2 separate regions of the Mus musculus genome follow, and region 1 is linked to region 2. A link is a contact called in public Hi-C data. All regions are on one chromosome and are shown on one strand. Each heading gives the region's core, a stretch centred on a gene start, on an enhancer-like site or on the middle of the called end of the contact. The rest is flanking DNA. Distances are from core to core; before and after follow the strand shown.

Region 1 (6,313 bases), core at 2,000-4,499, 150 kb before region 2:
ACTTTTTTGTGTCTAAATCCACTGATCCTTTTATACTATGTATCAGAGGCCTTCAATAGGGACACAACACCAATCCTACTCATTACAATGACCTAAAGAAGTCACAGATAAGATGAAGCAGACAAGAGGCTCAGTGGTTAAGAGCACTGACTGCTCTTCTGAAGGTCCTGCGTTCAAATCCCAGCAACCACATGGTGGCTCACAACCATCTGTAATGAGATCTGACGCCCTCTTCTGGTGCATCTGAAGACAGCTACAGTGTACTTAGATATAATAATAAATAAATCTTTAAAAAAAAGATGAAGCAGACAGGAATAAGAGAAAGGGAGAAATATGTTAATGGTGAGAATGACAGAAAAGTCTGAGGTAGGAGGATCTAACATATCCCATGTGCATATCAAGGAGTTGAAAAGAGATTAGAAACTATTAAGGAATTGGGGTTGAGGGCTTGTCCAGCATGAGTGAGACCCCAGGTTCAATTTCCAGACTGTAAAGAAAAGAAGATCCAAGCAGATTTGGAAAGACATGGTGGTTCAGGGCTGCAGTCCTAGTACTTGGGAGGGTGAGGCAGAGTAACATATTCTCACCAACCTGAGTTCCAAGGCTAGACTGAGATAAAGTGAGACTGTCTCAAAGACAACAGTCACAGAAAACACAGGGCTGGTATGAAGTGGAATTAACATGGAAGAGAAGAAACAGTGCCGAGAACAGGCCGTGAGAAAAGTGGTTGGGAGTGTCTTATAGGTATGCAGTTACTAATGTAGGCCACTAGGTGTCAGTAGCTCACCAGGCATCACTGGTAGGTTCCTACAGGGCCAGGTGTATGCCCAAAGATTGACTATGGTAGTATAAGCACTTTACCTTTTACAATGAAACTGACACAGGATGGTTAGGTATCCTGCCCCAAGTTCCCCTGCATTCCCTCTTGGAGTAGCGAAACCACCTTCTCCTGCCAGAGGTTAGAAAAGCACCTTCCGGTGCTGGTGAGATGGCTCAGAGGTTAAGAGCACTGACTGCTCTTCCAAAGGTCCTGAGTTCAAATCCCAGCAACCAAATGATGGCTTACAACCATCCGTAACAAAAATCTGATGCCCTCTTCTGGAGTGTCTGAAGACAGCTACAGTGTACACACATATAATAAATAAATAAATCTTAAAAAAAAAAAAAAGAAAAGCACCTTCCCTGTGGTCAAAACAGGTTGTCTCAGCAGCGTTCTTCCCCAGACTCACATGTGACATAAATCGTCTCTAAGCACCAAAGATGGCACTATGTGCAGTGACTGTAAGCTGGCCTGATCCTGATGAGTTACCATCAGAGTCTATCTTGCTCCCCTTTGTCTTCTGTTTATGAAAAAAGCTTTAAAGGCCATGTCTGTCACCTGCTCACTGCAAACCTCTGGAAATGAAGCACCTCAAACACAGCTGTTTGACATAAACCCTCGCCTCTTCAAAACTCTCCCTTGTTCTACTCTCCATATTCTGGAAACTTCCAAGCCAACTGATTTCACTCATCTAAGCTGGGTGAGTCAGAGAAAACCCTTTAACAAAGCTTGCTTACCATCTGCTTTCTGGCTGTGCAGAGGACATCCACAGTCCAATAACAAATCTAAAATGTTTTGCAAACAACTGTGTCTCCACATCTGTGAATGACCGTAACCAAAACCATTCTGTAAGCATAAAGCAGTTCCTCTACTATCTGTATAAAGCAGACAGAGAGCACACCACCTGTTCAAAGCATGGTCCCAGGACCCCATCTAGAAAGCCCACAAAAATACTTTATGCACAACTTAAGTTTGAGAAGTAACATTTTAGCTTAATCTGAAATTGGTCTCTAGATCCTAAGGCACAGCAGCTTTACTGCCCTTTTTTTTTTTTTAAAGATTTATTTATTACATGTAAGTACACTGTAGCTGTCTTCAGACACACCAGAAGAGGGCGAAATATCTCGTTACAGATGGTTGTGAGCCACCATGTGGTTGCTGGGATTTGAACTCTGGACCTTCGGAAGAGCAGTCGGGTGCTCTTACCCACTGAGCCATCTCACCAGCCCCCTTTACTGCCCTTTTAACACTTTTATAATGACAACCTTTTGGTCTAGCCAATGGGACAATGGCCTGCCTATCTATTACACTGTCGGTGAATCTCAACACAGGATGTAGAACCTTAGCTCTTCTTGTAGCGTGCAGGTGTGACTGAAACCACTACTTCAGGAAGGTCACTGAGTATGAGAATCGGTTCTTCAACTTGGCCCAAAGTCTACTACAGTACTTCCTAACCTTGCATGCACACTGGAACTTAAAACGCCATGCCAGGGCTTGATACCAGCGGAAAGAGTCAGAAGGGGAGCGGGAAGAGGGCTAGTTAGGGTTGAAAGTGACATCCTCACAGAGTTTAAGCCCCACACTGGTTTCATCAAATATGCAAACTACACAGGACTTGTTTCCTATCCTTACTTCCAGAAAGTTCACAGACAAAAGGTGCCACAGGGGGGAAATTACAATAGAACTCTGGGAACCTAGAGAATACTCTGCAGAGGACTATTATGGGCAAGTGGCTTTCCTCTTGTGTACGTCCTTGGAAGTGACCACGGTAATTGCCAATCGCAGTAGGTGCTCTACTCGAACTCTCACCTAAACTTCATTGCCACTCCGCAAGGATGAGAGCTGGTGTCCAATTTTGTTCTTCAGTCAAGACTGGGTCAAAAGCCGGGCATGGTGGCGCACGCCTTTAATCCCAGCACTCGAGAGGCAGAGGCAGGAGGATTTCTGAGTTCAAGGCCAGCCTGGTCTACAAAGTGAGTTCCAGGATAGCCAGGGCTATACAGAGTCTCGAAAAACCAAAAAAAAAAAAAAAAAAAAAAAAAAAAGACTGGGTCAAAGTCCTGTGCTCTAATCATAAGACACTTAGCTTCGCGACAGGGGTCAACCAAAACCCGTCAGGCAGTGGGGCTAGCCGTGTACCCCATCACCCCTGCAGGTTCTGTGCAGCCCCTCCCCCAACCCGGACGGCCCGGGGCCCTGACCCCTGACTAGCCCCGGCAAAGTCACCGCAAGTCACCTGCGCGAGCGCCAAGGCGGACTGCAGAGCCCCGGGTCTCCTCCGGATTCCCTCAGGGCATAGGGTGGTGCTGAGCGGCCGCGCCAAGGCCAACGTGGGAAGCCGGGGCAGCGGCGCGAAGGCCGCGGGCAGGCGGCGGACACAGGCGCAGAGGACACGAGACGCCATGGCTACGCCAACCCAGGATGCACTGCGCCGCAGCCTCCCGCCGCGGCCGCAGCTAGCGCCGTACGCCGGCGACGTACAGAGCGGCGCTTGAGGGCTGCGCGGGCGCGGGCGGACCCTAGCGGCTCCCAGCCGCGCTGCACCCACCTCCTTTAGAAGGACAAGGGCTGCTGTGGTTGCAACTGCACAAATGCCATCTAACCCTAAACACTGTCACTGACCCAAAAGAGAAACCGACTTGATTCTTCTCCCAAAGTTCTGAAATATATTGTTGGCTGTCAGTAGAGAGGAAGCGCCTAGCCTCGCCGAGACTTGAAGTAGCGAGGTACCCAGGGGGGTCCCCACCATCTCAGAGACGGAGAAGGGGATGGGGATGGGGGAAGGATTGTGGGAGGGGCTGACCGGGAGCGGGGAGGTAAAGTGAATAATTAAAAAATAAATAAATAAAGAGAAGTTTTAGGCAATCAACAATATGGGTTGGCCCACAATCAGCGAAAGGGGCACTCTCAAGCCTCAAATTAATTCATTAAATAAGGTTTTTCCTCCTAAATAAAAAGGATAGAGAATTTGAGAGGGGAATATGCTAGATTGTGAATTTTATAATGTCTAGCCTATGGGAGAAAGAGGCAGGAATTTCAGGGCAAAATCAACTCGACAGTAATTTTTTGCCTTTTCTTTGTGTCCCTTTCTGCAGAATGGTATATTAAAACTGCATCATTTTCAGAAAAAAAAAAAAAGTTGGGTGGGGATCATGGCATAGTGGCAAACAACATTAATACCATCACTCTGCAGCCAGGAGGATCTCTGAGAGTTGAAGAACACCCTGGTCTACACTGCAAGTTCCAAGCCAGCCAGGGCTACATAGTGAAACCCTATCTCTGAAAAATAAAATATGTCACGTTTCTCCCATAGCGCTAAGATTTTGTTATTGTTGTTTCAGTGAAAACTCAGTACACATTATAAGTGTGAGTTTTAAGACTAGTAGCCAAGTAGGTGTGACTGTCACGTCCTCATTCCCAACTCCAGAGGCTGAGGCAGGAGGATCATCTTATGGTGGTAGCCTAGACTACATAGCAAGGCCCTGTCTCAAAATAGATAAATAAACAAATAACCCCCCCCTCCACAAACCTCCCAAACTCCGTGTGCTTACAGTAACCTGGAGACCAGGAAATGGTGAAGTACAACAGTACATATTTTAAATTTTGATAATGCATGGATGTAGGGAATTTGCCTAGCATGACCGTTCTAGGTTCAGTCTGCAGTACAGCCAAAAGCGAAACTGGACAATGTGTGTATATTACAGATTAGGCAGGTTACTTACAGCTTTGCAGGTAGAATTCATTTTGACACTTCAGGATCTGAGACGGTGAACAAAAATGGACAAGTGAAGCCCACACACCAACTAGACACTAAGCAGGCAGACACCAAAGTCAAACTCCTGCACTAACGCACCTTCAAAGTGCCCTTTCCTTTGTTTTCAGCTAAGACTTTCTGGTGTAAGTTGAACATGCCTAGAAGCGGCCCTGTTCATCCCTCTCAATATCAGAAACGTGTACCCCATAACCTAAAAAATGTGCCTAGTACCTTCATCAATGATTTAAACTGAGCATGCTCAGAAGTCAGTGTGGGGATAAAAGTGTGATTACAAATGGGCCAACCTCCGTGTGGATATATGTGGAGGGGCTCACTGATAACGTTCCTCAGTGGCTTTGTTTAATGAGTTTCTTCCTTTGAGAAGAACCCCTTGGCTTGCCTGACTGATGCGGGCACTGCATTTTACTATGTCTCAGCTGTGCTACTGGGTAAAGCAGTGTTTCCTGAGGATCAGTCACTTGGACTAACATCCCCCTCAGACTTGACTTGACTACTTTCCAAAGAGGCCCTCTTCTAGCAACAAGTATAATAACTTTTGGAATTCACTCAGCACACAGTTAATGTAGCCTGACTTCTGGAGATCTGTGACACTAGTCTCTTGTTTAAAGATTATCAGCATAGCCAGGCGTGGTGGCACACGCCTTTAATCCCAGCAGTCAGGAAGCAGAGGCAGGCAGATTTCGGAGTTCGAGACCAGCCTGGTCTACAAAGTGAGTTCCAGGACAGCCAAGGCTACACAGAGAAACCCTGTCTCAAAAAGCAAACAAAAAAAAAAAAAAAGAGAGAGAGAGAGAGAGAGATCATGAGCATTAAAAAAATTGGGAGTATTCAAGGAAAAACAATTGGGAGGAGGGGTCATAGTATTGTGAAGACTTCAGCCTACAATAACTGCCATCTCAACCAAAGATCCTGACCTTTCCTGTGAGGAGTGGGAATGGTTTATGGGGCCCTGTGATGCTATGGCCGGGAACCTTAGCTAAGGCATGGCCACTGCATGGCCTGTGTGTTTCCTTCCACCCAACTCCTAGATTTTGTTAAAGTTATTTAGTATTTGAAATCCAGATGATTTAATAACCACTTCCAACTTAAAGTTTCTCTTTGTATAGCAACAGACATGTGTGTTGGTTTTTTGGTTTTCTTTTGATTCTTTCTTTCTTTTCTTTCTTTTTTTTTTCCCCCCGGAGACAGGGTTTCTCTGTGTAGCCCTGGCTGTCCTGGAACTCACTCTGTAGACCCGGCTGGCTTTGAACTCAGAGATCTGCCTGCCTCTGCCTCCCAAGTGCTGGGATTAAAGGCACACACCACCACTGCCCCACTATTTTTTGTTTGCTTGTTTTTTTAATTGTTTTGTTTGTGTGTTAAGCCGAAGGGCCATTTTACTAGTTTGAGAGAGAAACAAGGCAGGGGAGTTGTAAATACAGACAGCTGCTAGGAGGAGGGTCATGGCAGGGAGGGAGAAAGCCGTGCCTTCTGGGTCAGGCACGGAAGTCAAAGGGCAACTGTAGAAAAAAGGGCGGCTCTTCATAGAGACAGTGAGAAAATCCAGAGTGCCAAGGAAATCATACTTAGGCATTTTCTTTTCTTTTTTCTTATTTTGGTTTTTCGAGACAGGGTTTCTCTGTGTTGCTCTGGCTGTCCTGGAACTCACTCTGTAGACCAGGCTAGCCTCGAACTAGGGAAGATGAGTAATTAAGAGGCGTCCTAGATAAGCCGGGCAC
Region 2 (6,579 bases), core at 2,017-4,516:
TTGGAGGGAGGGGTGGGGCTGTTTTGGCTCATGGTCTCAGTCTATGGCCAGTCAGTCTATTGCGTTTTGGTTGGTATGACCATGTCGCTAGGGACACTCATGGAAACAAAGCTGCTTGCTTCATGACTTCCAGGAAGCGAAAACAACAAAAACAAAAGAAAAATAAAAAGACAAAGAAAAAAAAGGAAGAGAACCACCATCTCTTTGAAAGCGTGACCCCAATGACCTAACACCCTTCCAATAGGCCACAGTTCTTAAAGTGTCCTTGTCAGTGATAATATACACCCGGACACCACCAAGCCTTTAACACTCATGCAAAACTGAGCAGTGCGACCTAACAGTCTGGGGCAGAAGACAGACTTGGAGCAGAGATAATAGCGTGAGGTTAACCTGGCCAGGCTGTGCTCCAGTGGATCTGATGTGAGAAACATATGTGACTCATAAAATATTGTATGCTTATTTATTTATTTTTATTTTATGTGTGCATGCAGGGGGTAGGGTGTACCATAGCATACGTGTGGAAATAAGAGGGCAACTGGCAGGAGTTGATTCTTTCCCATTCTGTGGGTTTCTGGAATTGAACTCAGGTCACTGGGCTTAGCAGCAAGTTCCTTTACCCAGTGCCCTCTCTCTCAGCCCCAAAGTGACCTGGTTATTGCACTCCCCAGGCCTGATCATTTATTTGTTACTCTTAAAGACTTACTTTTGACTGGAGTCAGAAGTATAAGTTTTCAGCGAGTACAGCCTACGTCTCCTGGCAATCTGTTCCTGGTTTTTTCTTTGGCTTTCCTTCATATACTTGGCCAAAGATTTAGCATCTTCTGTAGCCTCCTCCTCATTTTTCATACTGTGTCATTTCTTCAGGGCAATACCTCTGCATTTGTGTTGCAGGACACATGGAGTGACACCAGGGTGAATCTTGGATGCTTCCGTCCTGGGGTTTATCTTCTGTGTTTACGGGCCTTCTGACAACATACTGGTGGGCACCATCTTCTTCAGACATCGAAAGACTTTCAGATTCTGCTAGCTCTTCTCAGCACCAATTGCCAAGGCACAATACTATCTGTCAGTCCAGGAATAGCCACCCCCACCGCTTTTTATAGAATAACCAAGCTGAGAACACTCAGATTGGCACCCACAATGCATCCTCAGACAGACTCTCTCTCCAGCATTCCTCGGGCTAGAACAAGAACGTCCCTGACTCAGCAGCAGGCGCCCTTTGCCGTCAAGCACCTTGCTCGATGGGAAAACCTTGTGTATAGTTCCTACCACTGATCTGGACCACATGACCATTCTATCTTCACCCAGAGCTTCAGCGGCTATTTCTGTGGCCAGGGCTTCTCACAGAAAGCGCACAGCTTACACTCATTGTCCACTTTAAAGAGTTTCTGAAGTAGGTGGCAAGGAAAGAGATATTCAGCTTCATTTTGACACTGCCGACCTCCTAGTGAAAGAGACTGTCATTTCATCATAACAAGCACTGATTGTGTCTGGTTTGTTTGTATCAACTTGATTGACACACTTGGGACACAAGGAACACCCTATCTAAGTTGTTTATTCAGATCTTTGAGGATGACATGAGCAAGCGGTTTGTATTTCTGCTTTTAATCCATGTCTTTCAAGCATGTCACATGACAGTATTAATGAATGAGAGTGTGATTTAATGTCTTCTAAGCAAATCTATTAGTAAATCATTTATTAAATCAAACCTGTAGCTTTGAGTTTCTTCTACATTAATTGAAGAGTGGTAGATAGTATTGCCTTGCAGTCAGGCTACCTTTGGATCAGCCAATGAGAAGAGAGATGGAAGAATATCTAGAAAAAGAAGTTACTTTAGTTTTGAAAATCAAATTATTGTGGTTTCAGGACTTGTCGCTTTAATCCAAATGGAGGAGCTTTACAAAAATGATGTGGTTATGGTTAATAAGGTGTTTTATTAGCTGCTGGCAAACACCTATACCCAAGCTACGCAACTTAGCTTAATGGAGGAAATGTTTATTTTGGCTTATGATTTTAGAATTTCAGTCCATTGTAATAGGAAGGCATGGTTGCCATGGGAGCATAAAGAGGAAGCAGTTCATATTCCTGAGGACCAGGAAGCGGAGAGAGTGGTGAACCCAGGGTCTAGACTCTAACTTTCATGGGCTAGGCTCTAGTGGCTTAGCTCTTCCAGCTAGGCCACATCTCCTGAAGATTCCATAATCTCACAAAGCAGAGCCACTATGTGGGGACCAGATGTTCAAATCAGGAACCAGTGGTGCACAGTCTAATTCACAGTTACCGGTATCAACCAAGTATGATACGTTTCATCTTAGTGCACGTTGGCTTTCTAATCCCAGCCTTTAAATGACGTCTAATGAGCAGGTGGATCCTTATCCAATAATAGGGTATTGTACTGCTTAGAAAACAGGAATTGGAGACAAAGAGACAGGCACAGAGGGATGAAGAGATGCAGAGAGAAGGCAGATCCTGTGAAGGCAGAGGACTGGAGCAATACATTCACGACCAAGAGAAGGTTGCTTAGATGTCTTGAGGCTACAGAGAGGGAAGGAAGGGCTCCTCTATGGGCATTGGAAGGAATATGGCCCAGTGAGTGCTTCAGACAGTTTCCTTCCAGAACTGAAAGATTATATACTTTGGTGGGTTTTAAATTTTTATTTATTTTAAATTACGTGTGTGGGCGTGTAGATGCTCTCAGAGGCTAGAGGTGCCAACTACCCTGGAGCTAGAGTCAGGTGGTTGTGAGCCACCTGTCACGGATGAGTTTAGGTTCTCCGGAAGAGCAATACATGCTCTTAACCACAAAGCCAACCCTACAACCCCTGCCTTTGTTTTTAAAGCGATTCTATCTGTGGCCCTTAAAGCAGCCCTCGGAAGTCTGCGCGTGTGCTAGAGCGTCAAGGACAGGTAGCAGGCCTGGAACTTGGCCTGAGGTAGGTGAGCTATTAAGGCAAAGCCCGCAACAAAATAGCTAGAAACAATCTAACAAGGCAAGCAAGGGCTGCCTCAGAAGAGGCCTGAAGTCGTTTTCTCCTTGTAGTTTCGGGTGGCTTCCACCAGGGGGCAGAGCGGGACTTCTGTGCACAAAATAGGAAAAGAATCTCAAGACAAACTGTCGGCAGGTTAATTCCCCAAGCTAAAACCACCCTTCAAATACCACTCCATCCCCACCCCACCTTATACTACCTCCAATACTCTCAAACACCACTACCACCTGAAACCATCCCCCAAACATCTCCACCTCCACTCCACCTTCATAGCATCCCACTCACACCCGGCAAACGTCACCGCCACCACCTCTCCTCCCGCTAGGGGGAGAAGAGAGGCAAGAGACTTCCCGATTGCTTAAGGAAAAGAGAACTAGGCCCTCAGAGCTAAGGCAGTCTGATCTCCAGTTCCCCGCACTCTGTCGTGGATAATATCGGAGACAGGCCACCTGCCTTTCCTTCAATCAGACCTTGAATCCATTCTCAAGTATTCTGATGGAGAACAATTAACGTTTGCATCATAGGAGTACAGAGATGACTGCCCAGAAACCCATGTTTTCCTGCAACTGCTTCAACAGCAGACAGGCTAGTGCCCCACCCCCTTGACCATAGTGGACCTCAGGGTTTTGACAGGAGGGGCCGGAAACATAGACTGGAAGGAGCATGTGAGCCCCTTCAACTGCTGCCTTTGTGCAGATTCACAGTCGTTCAGTCCCTTTGGATTTTTTACTGTACCCTAGAACCCACACCATAGTCATTCTTCTAACACCTGCTCTTTAGGCTAGTTAGAGTAAGTTTTTATGATTTGCAAAAACCACAGAATTTAAAAAAACCCAGAACTAGTATGAATTATGATGTCTGTGGATAGAGATCTACTAAATGCATTACTTCAAGTCATATAGGCAAATTTCAAAAAAGGAAAAATAACAAAGTGTGTGGGCATGGTGGTGCACACCTGTCATCCTGGCATTCGGGCAGCTGAGGTAGGGAAATCGGGAGCTTAAGTCCAGCCTGGGCTATGCAGAAAGACTCTGTCTTAAAAATAAAGCAAAACATAAAAGTCAAACAAACAAACCCAAAGCACACAACCGCCACCCCCCTCCCACCACCACTGGGACTATTAGAAGTCAGAAAAAGGCTAACTGTGTGCAGATTCTCAGCAAACATTTCCTGGCTGGCTACCATCATTAGTAATAATACCCAGTAAAATTGATGTAGGGATAAGGGAGAGGTCGGTAGTGAGGCCTCTGCCTCTCTACATGGCAATGGAGACAAAGTGCTTTCAAATGGCTAAGGGCAGGCAGTGAGGTGCAGTCCTACTGTGTGGAGTTACACTCTGACGGCCAGTTAAAGCCAAGAATGTTTTCTTCAGAGCGTCAGGGTGCTCACTTCAGAGACCTGTTTGCAAAGGTCCAGGCAGCACAGCAAGTGGGCCTGAAGTTCAGATGGGCCAGTTGCTGGGCAGGATGCGCACCTGACTAGTGGGAGGTGCTGTTTTCTGATGTACAAGTAGTTGCTCACAGCCTACCTGAGCATCCGCTGTCCGTCTGGTAGGAGAAAATAGTTCCTCATTATGGTTTTAATTTACATTGCCTTAATTGTGTGTGGGATGGAGCTTTCTCTTGTGTCTATAAGCTGTATTTCCTTTCCTGAGAGTCGCCTTCCCAGTATCCTTTGCATCACAGCTCCTTAAACTGCCCATCATGTGGGGGGCCTCCAGGATAATTTGGCAACAGTGAATGGTTTTTGAATGTGCATTGACCAAAAGGCAGTCCAAAGTTATACACGTAAGGAATGGATGTGCCTCTGGCAGCACCATCTTGAGACTTTGAGACTTTGCTGCAGCCTTGAGTCTGAGCACACCCCACACCACTTTGCACTGCCTGTGTCCTCAGGCCACCCAGAGCCAGTGAATGAGAAGGGTGCAATTGACTATCTGCAGAAATTTTTGCTGTAAATACCCATTTTCTGCTCTTAGAAAAACACAGTGAGTCAATTACACAAAACAAAGAGGTATTTTCCTACTGTCATTTCCCCAGCAAGGGACAAATCTGCATACATTTGGATTGCTTTGTGCTAAAACACTTGCTTTTTATGAGTTGTTTTGAGTTGATGACCCGAGTTTGATAAAAAATGAAACAAAACAAGAAACAACAATAAAATTAAACAGTCATAGGAATCATGCTATTAACTATTTACCTAAAACATCTTACATGTAGGTCTGTGTGTAAATATACATACATATGTAATTTAAGTGAAATTCTCTCACAGGGGCTGCCACTGCTCCCTTCAAGAGCCAAAGATTACCTAACAAAAACTCCAACACCAGGTAAGAGAAACTCTCCTTTGAGTTGTTGGTGACAGATGTCCAAGAGATTCAGAAAACATACAGGCTATTGTTAGTTCTCTTGGTTGCCCCCTCAGAAGTAGAGGGTAAGTCTTCATTGCTGAAGACACTATGCATGTCAGAAACAGGGCCCAGAGACCCCCTGAGCTGGAACTGACCTGAGTGGCTCCTGTTTCCTGAGGACTAGCATTCATAGCATCGTTTGGCTACAGAAGGGGCCACGTGAGCCTCCAAAGGAGGGAAGCAATACCAATATGTATGATGCCCATGAACCATAACAATGAGCACAGCACGATAGCCCTAAGGGTGCAGTAGTGGCATCGTGCCTTGATGGTAACCAACAGCTCTCTAACTGTACTTAAGACTCCCTTGGTCAAGGATAATGGCACACGCCTTTAATCCCAGAACTGGGGAGACAGAGACTGGTGGATCTCGGTGTTCAAGGCCAGCTTGGTCTACAGAATGAGTTCCAAGATAGCCACAGCTATACAGAGAGACCTTGTCTCGAAGAGCAAAACAAAACAAAACAAAACACTCCTCTAAGAAGAGGGAAACCATGCTTGGTATAGAAAACTTAGCAAACTGCTCAGGACTAGTGAAGTCGTGGATTTTGGGGGAAAGCCCATGACCACCACTTTACTAAACCAATGTAATCCCTAACTATAACTCTAAATATTGGCACTTCCAGCTACAAATAAGTATAGTCCTTACCTCCATCAGGAAAACTACTCTTGCAGCAGATGGACACCACTACAGAAAACCACAACCAATCAATATGCAGAGTTGTGGAGCCCAGTCACAACAGGTAAATTTGCAAAACACGGAAGAGAACATTGCGGAAGAGGGGGCAGAAGGATTGGGAGAGACAGATGACCAGTGGCTGTGAGACTGTCTCCTAGCAATGCCAGAAGTGGCACCCATAAAACTCTCACCAACATGGCTGCCTAAGGATGAGCTGAACAGCAACAACAGACATGCCAGTGTGGATGGGCCATGACCTCCGGCCTCATCCCACACCAGGGACCGCAGGCAACGAAGCAATGCTGACACCAGAGATACAGTATTCTTCAGGGAGGAGCACACCGATTTATTACCCAATGTCAAACAGGGAGATCTGAAAACATATACATACAAGTGACATTATACAGACTGAGCAGGCCAGGTAAATACACACACACACACACACACACACACACACGCACACGCACACGCACACGCACATGGACACACACATACAAATATTCA

What was found. Hi-C and Micro-C count contacts between places; a contact is called where the count stands out from the background.
Region 1: a contact with region 2 is called in a Hi-C map of Th1 cells, with 5 times the contacts expected there. The contact joins the promoter of Ndufab1 here to the enhancer-like site in region 2. A contact is called at or near these places in 4 of 39 promoter capture datasets (the C10 cell line, hippocampal neurons, liver and 1 more), 1 of 15 datasets of contacts at CTCF or cohesin (the G1E-ER4 cell line), 23 of 484 Hi-C or Micro-C datasets (CD4 T cells, CD8 T cells, the G1E-ER4 cell line and 16 more) and 2 of 9 other capture datasets (liver and pancreatic islet).

What each region holds. Positions count from the first base shown.
Region 1 is chr7:122,098,599-122,104,911 of GRCm38.p6, forward strand. Ndufab1 (NADH:ubiquinone oxidoreductase subunit AB1) reads right to left here and starts at 3,250. Exons shown (of 5, transcript NM_001360744.1): 1 at 3,057-3,250. The coding sequence starts at 3,224.
Region 2 is chr7:122,248,600-122,255,178 of GRCm38.p6, forward strand. No RefSeq gene overlaps it. Among named protein-coding and RNA genes, the nearest start is that of Gm29903, 7.6 kb to the left of the region's middle. Within about 2 kb of position 3,267, at least 73 of the 459 cell types and tissues checked have an H3K27ac peak or open chromatin away from gene starts, as enhancers often do. A contact at or near this core is called in CD8 T cells, Kupffer cells, Th1 cells and 6 more, where this site is marked.